Regions from separate parts of the Pan troglodytes genome. Here region 1 is linked to region 2. A link is a contact called in public Hi-C data. All regions are on one chromosome and are shown on one strand. Each heading gives the region's core, a stretch centred on a gene start, on an enhancer-like site or on the middle of the called end of the contact. The rest is flanking DNA. Distances are from core to core; before and after follow the strand shown. Region 1 overlaps ADAM11 (ADAM metallopeptidase domain 11). Region 2 overlaps DCAKD (dephospho-CoA kinase domain containing).

Evidence for each region. Hi-C and Micro-C count contacts between places; a contact is called where the count stands out from the background.
Region 1: a Hi-C map of stem cell-derived neural progenitor cells shows a contact between it and region 2, with 9 times the contacts expected there. The contact joins two enhancer-like sites. A contact is called at or near these places in 2 of 7 Hi-C or Micro-C datasets (induced pluripotent stem cells and stem cell-derived neural progenitor cells) and 1 of 1 datasets of contacts at active chromatin or transcription factors (stem cell-derived excitatory neurons).

The regions. Positions count from the first base shown.
Region 1 is chr19:23,055,600-23,059,393 of NHGRI_mPanTro3-v2.0_pri, forward strand. ADAM11 (ADAM metallopeptidase domain 11) reads right to left here. Exons shown (of 27, transcript XM_016931629.3): 12 at 3,019-3,103; 13 at 2,816-2,906; 14 at 2,649-2,700; 15 at 2,087-2,186; 16 at 1,933-2,004; 17 at 1,722-1,814; 18 at 1,191-1,271; 19 at 603-653; 20 at 436-499; 21 at 133-232. Among named protein-coding and RNA genes, the nearest start is that of ADAM11, 16 kb to the right of the region's middle. Within about 2 kb of position 2,407, at least 18 of the 24 cell types and tissues checked have an H3K27ac peak or open chromatin away from gene starts, as enhancers often do. A contact at or near this core is called in stem cell-derived neural progenitor cells, where this site is marked.
Region 2 is chr19:22,809,383-22,813,287 of NHGRI_mPanTro3-v2.0_pri, forward strand. It overlaps DCAKD (dephospho-CoA kinase domain containing), which reads left to right. Exons shown (of 5, transcript XM_016931617.4): 5 at 1-126. Among named protein-coding and RNA genes, the nearest start is that of DCAKD, 35 kb to the left of the region's middle. Within about 2 kb of position 1,354, at least 8 of the 24 cell types and tissues checked have an H3K27ac peak or open chromatin away from gene starts, as enhancers often do. A contact at or near this core is called in stem cell-derived neural progenitor cells, where this site is marked.

The DNA of each region.
Region 1 (3,794 bases), core at 1,157-3,656, 250 kb after region 2:
TGCCACCTCATTTGCCACGTGCCCGCCCATTGGGACTGACAGGCTCCTCCTGGGAGAACCTGCTGCCCCATCTCTGAAAAGTCTCACACCTGCCCTGGAGCTGAGAGGCCCTCTGGGAGCCTCAATACTCACTGCTTACTGCACTGGACCCAGCCGGATCCCTTGCGCCCACAGCTCCCACGCTCCGTCCCCTCCACATTCAGCTTCTCGTAGCAGAAGCGATCAGCAGCCGCTGTGGGGAGAGGATGCCAAGTGACCCCACGCGCCCCAGGACCCACCCCAAGACCTCAGGCCTGCATCTCCCACACTCTGCCTGGGTCCCTGAGATCCTGGGGAGCTACACACTTGGGGGCCTGTTCAGCTGGAACCCACTCTCCCCAGCTTCTCAGCTCTGGGTCCTCCGGAGTCCCCACTCCCAGCCCTAGCCAGACTCACCATGGCCCCAAAGAACCTGGCACTGCCGGTCCCGGGTTTTGCAGCGACCTCCGTAGCAGCGGCCCTGAGAGTCCAAGAATTAAGAGGCAAGGGATGGAGATGCTGAGTGGTCAGAGTGGAGACAAGAGACTGCCCTGAATCCCAGGCTCAGGGGGCAGCCATCATACCTGCTCATGGTCACAGTAGTAACCGTCCAGCTTGTGCAGGTTAGGCGGGCACTGTGGAGAGAGGGGTGGGGTTGAGCAGAGCAGCCCCAGGACTGGAGCTGAGGGCTGCCCCAGGGAGGAATGCTGGGGTACCAAGTGCCCCCCATTGGGGGCTCATGCCACAGGGCTCTTCCACGCCTAGGACAAGCGATCTGTCTGGTTCTGGACCCAGACCACACGGATTTGCAAGCCCCAGAGCCGCTCCAGCCTCCCTCCCTCGTAGGGCTGGGAGATAAATGCCTGGCATGTAATTAGGTTGTAATAGATGTTAACTAATATTATCATCTACTCTGATCCCTAACCTACACCAGGCACCGGGCCAGGCGCTGGGAATACCAGCCAGACGATACATTCTGGTTTAATGATTGAAGGAACAAGGCCAGGACCATGAAGAACCCCTTTCTCAGATAAGAAAACAGTCTGATCAGTGGAGGTCGATGCCAGCTGTGGAGAGGAGGGGAGTGCTGAGCACTCGTCCGGGAAAACCAAATCGACAAGGGTAGGGGTTGCCTCGCCCAGGGCTCCACAAGACGGCGGGGCCGGGCGGACCTGGCTAGAGTCCCCGGTGCAGGTCTCCGCGATGTCGCACTCGTTCACGGCCTCTCGGCAGGACACACCCCGTGGTTCGTACTAGGGAAGAGACGCGCTCCTCGAGTCAGGCAGGATGGATGCCTCGGCCTTGCCCTCCCCAGGCCCCCCGGTCTCTGGACCCCCACATCCCCGGGCCCTCCAGCTCCCCAGGGCCCCGTTTCAGGCCTGTTCTTATTTCCCTGCTCCCACCACCTCTTGAACGCTCCCCACCTCGCTCCCAGCGCACTCAGCACCGCCCCCAAGCCCGCCCACCTTCCCGCCCCTCCTTGATTCTGGGCAGCCTTCCCTTCCCGCTCCTCGTAGCCCCGCCTTCAACATCCTTCAGCCCCGCCCCTTGCTCCCCATTGGCACTGTCTTCGCATCAAGCCCTGCCCCAGAGGCCTTCGTCCCCTAAGGCTCCGCTTCCCTCCCTAGCTCCCACCCCTTATATGAAGGCCTCCAATCGCTCCTCCTGCGTCCTGGCCCCGCCTCCCGGCCGGTCCTGCTTACCTTGCAGCGGCGACAGCAGAGCCCGTCGCTGCACATGGCGTCGTGAGTCAGTGTGCATTTCTTGCAGCAGTTGCCACCTGCGCGGCTGCACTCCTGAGGGACGCGGGAGAAGGGGAAGGAGGCGGGCGAGCCCTAATCCTCCCACTCGGACGCTCCCTCGTGCCCACCCCCGCATCCCGGTTCCCCACCTGGCGCCCGCACCACCGCTCACCTGCACCGAGCCGCAGTCGCACTCCTCCCCTGCCTCCACGAAGCCGTTCCCGCACTCTGGGGGGTCCAGGAGCTGGACCGGGAGGACAGGTCGGGAGTCTGGCCCGGACCCCGCCCAGGGCCCGCTCCCATGCTCCCCGCCGCGGGGCTGGTACCTTGAGGGGCTTGTTGAAAAGGCAGCTGCCACCACCCTCCTGCAGAAACTGGTTGTACTCGTCGATGCTGCAGCGCGAGAACTTGCGGGGCAGGTAGAACCTGGATAGGGCGAGGGGAGGTGCTGCTGGCTGCTCCCCTCCAACCCACCCTCACCCCTCTCAAGGCTGGGGAGGGGGTACACTGGGGGACTTCGTCACCATCGCGAGGAGGCGGAGGATCTGCCCCGGGATTGCACCAGAATCCTCCCGCCTGTCCCTGTCGCTCCCATCCCCTCCGCTGAACCTGGGGACTCGCAGCCGCGCTGGAGGGAAGGTGTCTCCATGCGAGGCTTGGGCGGCGCCCAGTGGCCACGATGCGCACTGCAGCCTGGCCGGTTTTGGTGTCCCAGCAGGGAAATCTGGGTCTCCCGGGGCAGTGTTTGCGGAAAACTGGGCTTCTTGGGATCCTGAGTGGTTCTGTGAGCTGGGCCTCTTGAGCCCCCTGGTCCAGACTGCCAAACAATGCTCGCTCTAAGACTCCCCTCGCCCAAGACCTTCCCCCGGTTTGTCCCCAAGAACTCACCCAGTGTCCTCCATGATGCAGCCCAGCCAGATGTCTGGACACTTGCAGTCCCCTGAGGGGTGAGCCAGGCGGATATGAGGGAGGCCAAGGACCACCCCTCCCACTGTCACCCTCCCGTTCCAGAGCTGCTGGGCGTGGGCCACACGGGGGCCTCCGGGGGAGGATACCTGCCGAGCTCCGGTGTTTGTTCCACATCATGCCCAGGTTCTGTCCCAGCGTCTGGGCAAGGGTCACGGCCATCGCCCCCATGTTGCCGTACTGGGGGTGGGGAAGATGGGGCACAGATGTCTACATCTTCCAACAGGCACGTCGTGCCCCTGAAGCCCCTTTCCCTCAGCCGCCACCCCAGCCATGTCCCCTCACTGCTCACCTCGTTCACACCCCCGCCGTGGGACAGGGAGCATATGCCCCCCACGTAGGCTGCCCCGCTGCTCGTGCTCTGGAAGGTCCTGCCCCTGGAAGGGAGTGCGCTGTCAGGATGGCCTCCTGCCCTCCCCTGTGGCTCCCCGGGTGGTGGTGGGGCCTTGGGGAGCCCCTCACACTAGAGTCCTTCCTCGGGAGGTGAGCCTGGCCCTTTACATCAGCCTTGGTGACCCCAGGCAAGACCCTTCCACCCCTCCTTGGGTTCTTTTTTTTCTTTCTTTTTCTTTTTCTTTTTTCTTTTGAGACAGAGTTTCACTCTTGTGGTCCAGGTTGGAGTGCAGTGGCACCATCTCAGCTCACTGCAATCTCCACCTCCTGGGTTCAAACGATTCTCCTGCCTCAGCCTCCCGAGTAGCTGGGACTACAGGTGCACACCACCACACCTGGCTAATTTTTGTATTTTGAGATGGGGTTTCACCATGTTGGCCAGGCTGGTCTTAAACTCGTAACCTGAAATGATCTACCCGCCTTGGCCTCCCAAAGTGCTGAGATTACAGGCATGAGCCACCACGCCTGGCCCCTCCTTGGGTTCTTTTGCCCATAAGGCAAAGGAGAGGCTCCCAGTAGACCATCTCTAGTTGCAAGGCCCTTTTATTAGATTTTTTTTCCCTACTAGGGCACTGGGTCCCTGAGGAAGGGATGCTGGGACAGTTTGAAAGGGGAAAGACAGAACTAAGGGGAGGTGAGAGGCAGAAGAGGGCCACCAGGGCTAAGACAAGGGCA
Region 2 (3,905 bases), core at 104-2,603:
TCCTACTAGACTGTAAGCCCTCTAGGGACAGGGACAGTGTCTTATTCATCTCTGTGTTCTTAGTGCAGAGCCTGGCCCGCTGTTGGTGTTTAATAAAGTGTGTTGATCTGAAATGCCCCAGACCAACCAAGATTCCCAGACTTGGCTTCTTCCCACACTGGGCTGGAGTCCTCCCGGAGCTCAGGGGGAGGTGAGGGCCCCAGAAGGTACACTTGCCATCAGGCTTCTCCCTGGGTCCCAGGAGGACTGCAGCCAGGCCCGAGGCACCTTTGTGGGAGGTGGGTAGAGGGCTGAGGCAGCGTCACACCTTCTTGCCCCGCCTCCCCATCTGCCTTCCCCAACCCAATTAGACCAGCGCAGACATAAGCCTTCCCTGCCAGGGCCTGCAGACTTGCTGATGGGTTGATCCTGCAGCCAGAAGCCTATTAAGGCTAGAAATGAGTGTGACGGATGCAAACGCTGTGGTGGCCATACTTAGTGCCCCCTTTCCCAGAGCCGCTTGTGCTGAGTCTAGCTCATTAACTTGCTGCAAACCCCTAAGGGGCAAAGAAGGGCCGGGTAAGGCAGTGGTGGGCTGCCGGGTGGGTGGCCAGGCAGGATGAGGGTGGCAGGAGCCTGCGACTTCCTCGGTTTGGTGCGATCCACCAGGACGGGGAAAGGAGAGGGAAGGTATGGACCCCCACAGTGCCCTATCACCCCAATAATTGAGGAAATGGCACTTCCTAGTATTGGCAGCATGCCAGGCACTGCTGGATGTGTAAGACCCTATAGTTAACATAACACTGATTATTTCCATCCCAGGCTCAAAGATGGATTTGGTCCAGGTTGCAGAGCCAGGCTTCTGAACTCTCTCCTGTGCCCTGAGCCTCTTGTCAGGAGGAGCTGGAGCCTGGGGTTGGGCCTTGGGCTCGCATTCCGGCTCCGCTTGCCATGTGACTTCCTGCCTTTAGTTTCTACTCATACATCGTTAGGCTTCATAGTGGAGGACACTGAAAACCCTTAGCAAACTGTAAAGTTCCAGAGAATTAACTTCTTCCCTGACCCAGTGAGCTGGGTTTGAAGCAGGAATGTCAGAGCATGGCAGGTGTGGAGAAACCTCGAATTCAGCCCTGCCCTGCCCGGGCCTTGCCAGAGCTCCCTCTCCAGCTCCTTTTGCCTCCTTGCCCCAGGATCCCCTTCCCGGCCTTGGGGGTCCAAGACGGCCTTAAAAGAAGGACTACTTTCTCCGAAGGGGACTTGAAGTTGAGGCCGCTCAGCAACTGCAGAGGTCGGGCCTCCGGGACCCAGGCCCGCGCCCGAGCCGGCGGCCTGCCGTTCGGCCGGCAGGTGGCAGCACCCTCCCGGGCTGGGCCGGGCCTCCGCGGCGGGCGCTCGCCGAGCGGCCTAATCTTCCTCCTCCCAGGCCGCGGGCGGCCTCAGACTCCTGCCGAGCAGCTGCCGCGGGAGCGCGGGCCAGGTGGGCGCGGAGGCTCTGCCTGACCCTGAGCGCTAACTCAAAAGGTGCGTTGTTCGCCCACGTCCTCTGAGCCTGGGCTGCGGGCCCTGGGTGCCAAAGGGCGTGTCCCCTGCCCACCCACCGCGACGGCGACGGGACCCTGCAGCCTCCGCGTTCCGTTCCCTCACTTTGGGCCTTAGCACCCGGAGCGGAGCAATAAGACACCAGCGAGGGTGAAGACGCACACGCCTTCTGGGCGGGGGACGAAGGGCGCAGGCAGGCCTCTAAAACACCCCCACCCCCAGGCCCGACTGGCCCGAGGGTCATTCGCAGTTTCACAGTTTACAAAGTACGTTCCAGTTATCCCCTTGAAATCTCCCAGCTGTGTGAGGCAGACAGGTCCAGAATTTTACAGAGGCTCAGAGGTTGAGCCAAGGGGCCTAAGTAGCCAACAGGTATAACCACCAAGCTTCTTGACTCCCAGTACAGTGCTCCTCCGGCTATCTGCACTGCCCCCATTATACACTTTGGCTCTTTAGTAATTGACAACTCTTCTTCAAATGTTCATTCTCTCTCTCTCCTCATGGGGGGCAGGGCAGAGGCAGGGAAAGGTTTAGGACCTTCCATGATGAGCCTCCATGGCTAGAAATTGAATGGGAGCAGGATAGGCGCGCTGCTGAGCGCCCCTAGTTCTCACCAAGGCACTTTAGGTCAGAAGGAAACAGTCTCAGAGCAGGAGGGGGAATGCGATGGCAGTGATGACTTCAGGCCATGGGGGCATATAGGAGTGGGCAGGGAGACCCCCGGACATGGTGGGAGAGAAGGAGCAAAAGGAAGGAGGTGATGTGGTGCTATAGGTTGCTTTCCTGCTCCTTCCAGGAGAGACATGGCTGGTGGTTCCTCATCCCACCTGCAGAGCTGAGGCTGCACCCAGCTGGGACCCAAACCGCCTCTCTTTGCTCCCCACCTTCCCCTCCGCTCCCAGTCACTTAGATTCCAATACAATTTCCAGCTAACCAGCATGTCGATAGAACAAGTCGGGCGGCCGGATTGCTGGCCAATTACAGGAAATCATTCTGCTCCACAGCTCAGCGCTCAGGAAGGGAGAGGGAGGGAGGGAATTCAAGGGAGCAGGCGCCCAGCTTGCAGGCTGGGAACGGGCTTCAGGCAGAAGGCTGGGAGTGCTGCAGCCCCCCACCCCTGAGGGGTGGGGGGTGGGGGAGGCTCCTAGGGGCAGGCCAGCCCTAGGCTCATCCTCAGCCTCATGCGGAGCTCTGGATCCAACTTCTGTGTGATGGGGAGATTGGTGCCCCAAGCCACTAAGAGAGACAGAGCTGGGAGTTGAGTGTGGTTGAGGGTCCGGAAAGCGAGGCATCTTAGTGTCAAAAGGGATAGAAGCCGAGATAGCAGGACCACCCTCTCCCAGAGCCCTATGCACCAAGGAGTGGGCATCTGAGGGCCTGGAGGCTAGGGTCCACACAAGCAAGACCTGTGCTCTAACAGCCCGCTGTGGGCCAAGGGGTACCTAGGAGGACAGGGGAAGGGGTTGACAGGGAGGGGGGAGGAAAGGGGCCACAGCCCACAGCTGAGTGAACTAGCAGCAGCCTCATCTGGTGAAGGAGTAAGTCTTCCACCCTGGAAGGTGGGGCACAGAAATGTGGGAAAGGCCAAGGGCCCCCTCCCTCACCTTCCCAGCTCCTCTGCCTCAGCTCCTGCCTCGCCCTCAAGAAAATTTCACTCAGATGAAAGGACCCCAGCTCCCCTCCTCTTTCCTTGGATCTGAATCTACCTCTGCCTTCTATGCCGACCTGGATGCCTCTTTGCCAGCCCCACCTCCTCCCATCACATCTCTCCCAGAACTGTTCCTGTGCCCCAGGCTGCCCTACCCGGCTGACCAGAGATGCTCTGCCTGTCGCACAGTGGTGAGCTCTTCTTCCCAGCCCTTCCCCTCTACCCTCAAAGGACTGGAAGATTCTTGAGGAAGAGAAACTTCCCTGTGGGCTAACTTCACCCAGTGAATGACTATTGTTGCTGTTTGTCTTGAACCCCAAAAAAGGCAACTGTGACCCAATGATCTCCTCCTCTGCTCCAAGCTGTGGCCACCTCCCAGGACCCCTCTCCAACCCCCCAGGATCTCACTGCTCTTCTCCCAATTCCAAGCCCTCCCCTTCAGAACCCTCCAAGGTTGGGTCCTGGGATGGATTCACTGGCAGCTCTTTTGCCAATCCAAGAGTAAAGGGGTGGACAGACATGGAAGAGGAGACTGGCTTTGGAGCCCAGTGGCACTCAGGAAAGACCTGAGTGATTGCACCGAACAACAAGGTCATCTTCAAAGTTTGTTTGGAGAGGTGCATAGGGAGAACAGGGTCAGCGCCCCGCGACGTCTCCTTCCCCGGGTTCTCTAGCCTAGTACACAGGCTCACACTCCGCGGTGGAGGTGTTGGGGTTGGCCCTGTGTATGACCCCCGCT